2 separate regions of the Gossypium hirsutum genome follow, and region 2 is linked to region 1. Evidence: chromatin contacts called from public Hi-C data. All regions are on one chromosome and are shown on one strand. The core of a region is the stretch at or near the end of the contact, and the rest is flanking DNA. Distances in the headings are between cores, read along the strand shown. Region 1 has its middle 21 kb from the start of LOC107952364. Region 2 holds the start of LOC121202989 (remorin).

Region 1 (2,514 bases), core at 11-2,510:
TTTTTTTATAGATTGTCTTCTAAGTAGGCCTTGTTGTGATCTGATAAGATCCATGTGCAGAACATGGAAGAAACATTCCTTTGATAATACAAGGCAAGACATGCCTTCTGAACAAGGTGTTTTCAATAGACAAACCTATGTCTTTAAGGGTAGTTGACTTAATGAGATCCACTGTCGATTTAGCAAGGTTTTCCAGATGAGATAAGGACTCTAAATAAGTTCAATATCACGTTGCTTCATTGGTTGTACAGGAACACTAAGTTGTAGAATTCCCCCGTCATTGTACTGGACGATGGTAACAGTTTAACCTATAAACAAAAATTATATTCAAAATATAGCTTTAGCATTGGATAATCCTGGGTTGTAGCATAAGCACAAACGGTCATCGTAAGCTAAATGTGGCAAACTTTGCAACCAAAGAAGTTTCCAAATTTATGCATAGCTATGGCAACGAGACTATGACTATGAACATGGCAAAGATGGGATCTCCCGCATTAAGTTTGTAAATGCACATGTCATAGTGGCCCGTTGTTTTTTAGTAGTTGGCCATCTTGCATTCTAGTGCCTTACTTAGCGCAGCAAAACAACTCTTGTCAATTTATCACTTCAACAAATATTACATAATTAATTTGTTTTCTATTTTTTATATCAATTATTGATTAAATTAATAAATAATGGTAAAATATATTGTAATATTAAAAATAATTTAATTTTAAATTTTAAAGATATTATTGAGAACTAATCATGAAACACAAATTAGTCTTAAAAAAATTATTGCTTTGAGTTAAAAGAGTACTTTCATTCGTTTGGACTGATAAATTAAGGGTGAGTTTGGATGGGCGGTATGCTTACCTATTGTTAGTGTAAAAATAGTGGTGACGATGAAATTAGATACTAAAACGATATTGTAGCGTAAAACAGAAAAATAAACTAAATGCACTACACCGTATTCCACCCCATCCAAATCCGGAAAAACAAAAAATAATAGTAATAAATAATTTGTACTTTTGCAAATCATTGATGTTGTGATTTAGTAGCAAGAGGAGTTCATTAATTTAATAGTTCAAACGATTAGAGTAATGTGAATACATGGATTTTTTAGGTTAAAAATAGATATTTTCATTGATTTGTTAGGCGAAAAGAAAACGCTTGTTGGAGATGGCACAAGAATCAAACCAAGAACTGCCACGTGATGAGACCTTATTGATATTTACATATTCTGCTCTGCGGGACTACAATTGGGAAACGTGGTCCATTCAAAGCACATGTTGTTCTAATCAACTATTGCCACATTGACAATCTCTTGTGTCGAGATACCTTCTACTGTACGGTACTTATTGTAAGTTTCCATCGACTCCCTTTCAAAATTTAAAAAGGTTAGTCACCAAAAATAATTAGGGATGAGAAAAAAATCAAATCCAGCTATATATTTGGATGGACTATAAAATATAAATTTAAAAATTATGATTATTTGAAATCAAATTGAGTTATTTTTTATTTAAATAAAATTAATTTTAACTTTGTATTATATAAAATAAATATTTTATATTTAAAATAATGAAAATAATTTAAGTTTTTTTAAAATATTATTGTTTTTTAGAAATATTTATGAAAAAGGTTTTTGAAATTTTATCAAATAATATTCAAAAGCTATAAAATAAATCTCATTTTATCAAAATAAATTTAAAAAATCAAAACAAAAAAAATTATATGAAAAACCGAGAATTGAATTGAGCCAAATCGAATTATGATGGACGGTTCAAAAAATCTAAAAGATTCAATCGAACTGAATAGATATCACCCCTAAAAATAATAAATAGCTTATAAAAAATTTTGTAATTAGACACTGTATATTTTAATTCGTGTTCTAAAATACTGTAGATGGAGAAAATTTTGAACTAATTACAAAGGTCACGTGTCAACTCGAAAATATCATAGGTTAAAACGATGACATCACATATTGTATAATAATTATTTTATTCTAATTAATTTAAATTAAGAGTTTTATATTATCACTAATTAAATTTAATTAATTAAGTTATAATGTTAAATAATTATTCTATCTCTAATGAATTAAATTTATATAAGATAAATAATAAACAAAAGAGTTTAATATTTGTGGATCACTTAAATAAATAGTTTATATTTCATAAAACTCTCTTTTACTTGAAGAATTAACACTTCTACACATTCACAAGTTCAAAAATCCAGAAGTTCTCTAAAGGGAATATTTTGCAGACTTGAAACTCTCTCCAAAATCTCAAGAAATTTTGAACAACATCATATCAGTTCTAAAAAAAGATGTTTTCTAATCTTGTTCAACTAAAGATAGGAAGTAAAAACCAATTTATGAAGAAAACTACCTTTCGATTTTATTCAATTGAACAAAGGAGTTTTAAACTTATTTCAAGAGAAAGGCACCATGACACTTGAAATGAACTTAATGCTACCAAGATCAAGTTTAAATGACCTTTGGATCGAAGCTCCATCAAAGAAAAGAATCAAATAAATTTT
Region 2 (2,514 bases), core at 10-2,509, 110 kb before region 1:
CTAAGAGAATAAAATGACCCCATTTTCTAATGATTTCATCCTCAACAACAACCAAGGGTCTTGTTCGGAGTGGTTCCGGTGGCACGGTACTTTGCCGCCAACTCCTCCGCTTTGAGAACATCCTCCCCTCGCTTAGCTTCAACGATTGCCTTCTTCTCTTCTGCTTCCTTGTGGATTAAGGCTGCCTTGTTTTTCATTTTTTCCACATACTCGGCCTTCTGCTTGTCTAACTTTTCCTGCTCATATATATAATTCAACACTCAACACTCAATAACAATAATAATAATAATCATCTTCATCCAAGGATGCTTGATTAAATTAATACCTCAATCCTTTTTAGCTCAGCCTCTATAGCTGCTTTCTTGGTATTCTCCCAAGCCGCAATAGAAGAAAGCTTCTTCTGTGCTCTGCTCAACCATATCAATAAGCTTTGAGTAAGAAAGCAGCCAGAAAACATAATTTAATTGCATGGTTATGGTATGCAATCATTTTTATATCAGTTTTCCTATAATTTTCACAATAAGGCAAGGGGAAGAAAGTTGATACTTGTTCTCAGCTTTGCTTTTTTCACTTTCTTCCCAAGCGTTGATTAGTGAAATTCGCTTCTCAGTCGCAACTCTAGCAAGCACAGCATCTGGAGAAAGACAGCCGGGGGAAATTTTCAATTTAATCATATTCTAAATACTAAGATTTTGTGAAACGCAAGATGGAGAAACGAAATTACCTCGATCAACAGACACCTCCGTGCTTTTCTTCTCCGTCGACTCTGCCGCCTCTGCATATCATCAAATTTTTATTATTAGAAAAAATGAAACACGCAGAAGCAGAAGCAGAGCTGAAACGGAAAAAGAAGGGATATATAGATATATACTTTCGATGGGTTCGGGAGGCTTTTCCGTAGAGTCGGCGGGCTTTTCTTCAGTAGGAGGAGGTGGAGTCACGGATTTTTCCACGGCGGCTTCGGTGGGTGGCGGCGGAGGGTCGGAGGGGATTTCGGATTCAAGCTTCTTGGGTTCTTCGACATCTGCCATGTGGGCGTGCACAAAAAAGAGAATTTAAAACTGAAAGTGAAGAAAAAGAGGTGGTTGAGATATTATAGTTAGGTTGGGGTTGGGGGGCAGAGAACAGACTTTAACTGTAGCTTCTTCCATTGACTGACTGAGCTGTATTGTAGGTACTACTGGGTAACTTATGAGTTGGCAGAAAGCGACTCTAAACTTGCTGCTTTTACCTTCCTTATTTTTCAGGATGTGAAATCTAATAAATTCATGTTAAAATATTAATATTTAAATTTTTTAGGCTTTTTTATAAAAATAACCTAAAAAATAATTAATTACTTAAATAATTTATTTTTTTATAAAATACGAAAATAACTCAAATTTTATAGTAAAAATTGGTGGAACTAAAGTGTTTTGGGCCACCAACCGCGTCAACAATCTGTATTAAAAAATTAATTTTTTTGTGAAACTATATAGAATAGCACTACTTATATAAATACTAAGGAAATACTTTGATTTTCGAAAATATGATGATTTAAGAAAATTTACTTTTTTCTGATAGAGCCAAATAAATTGGCGCCACCAAATTCCAAGATAATAGCCTATCTACCTATTTGCCTATTTGCTTATTAAAACAGATTAATTTTTTATTTTTTTCATCCACGTTACTTTTTCTAATTCTTTATCCTTTTTCCTTTTTTTTAAGGTTTTTTATTTGTCATTTATTTATTTGTTTATTATTGGTTTTATAAAATGTGAGTATTTTTTTAATTTTAAATATATTTTTTAAAATTTAAATATTATTTTTTCAATTTTAAATATAATTTTTTAATATTATAAAACATTTAAAATAATTATTTTTAAAGATATGACTTTTCAAATTTATTATTTGTTGAATAATATTTTAAATATTTTTTAATTTTAAATATAATTTTCTAAAATTATTTTTAAAGATATTCAAATTCTTTTTTAAATTATATTTAAATTTTTAAAATTTAATATTTAATTTGGTGGAGCCATTCTAAATGGATCTCACTTTATTACAAGTGTAATTTTTTTATTTTTTTAATATAAATATTTAATATTTTATTTTAGTGGAGCCATTTTGTATAGCCCCGTTCTCTAGCATATATTGAATGGTGAAATTGTTGTGTTTAGTAGAAGAATTCAAAAATTCTGTTGAATATGAATAATGAGGTGTTTTTGGTGTACGTTCTTTTTTATGGTAAAATTGTAGAATGTGATGTTGGTTGTGTATTTCAATGTCGACAAAGATAGGGTTGCAATTCAAAAAAAAAATGTGAAGCTGGTAGAAATGAAAAAGAATATCAGTGCGAAAATAGCTATCTATTGTGGAAGGGCAATGTTCAGATTATTTTACAAGTTTCCAATCTCTATAGATCCGTTCAAATTTATGAGATGCAACTATTAGATAATGATGACTTAGGCACTATGATGGAAATATGGTGGTCGACTGGGAGTGAGAACCCTAACCAATTGAGTTATTTGCTGAGTT

The links. Hi-C and Micro-C count contacts between places; a contact is called where the count stands out from the background.
Region 2: a Hi-C map of leaf shows a contact between it and region 1, with 1.7 times the contacts expected there. The contact joins the promoter of LOC121202989 here to the enhancer-like site in region 1. A contact is called at or near these places in 3 of 34 Hi-C or Micro-C datasets (anther and leaf).

The regions. Positions count from the first base shown.
Region 1 is chrA08:63,613,922-63,616,435 of Gossypium_hirsutum_v2.1, reverse strand. No RefSeq gene overlaps it. Among protein-coding and RNA genes, the nearest start is that of LOC107952364, 21 kb to the right of the region's middle. Within about 2 kb of position 1,260, at least 1 of the 9 cell types and tissues checked has an H3K27ac peak or open chromatin away from gene starts, as enhancers often do. A contact at or near this core is called in leaf, where this site is marked.
Region 2 is chrA08:63,724,411-63,726,924 of Gossypium_hirsutum_v2.1, reverse strand. LOC121202989 (remorin) reads right to left here and starts at 1,259. Exons shown (of 5, transcript XM_016847004.2): 1 at 872-1,259; 2 at 725-775; 3 at 547-634; 4 at 326-407; 5 at 1-236. The coding sequence starts at 1,031. The coding sequence ends at 42.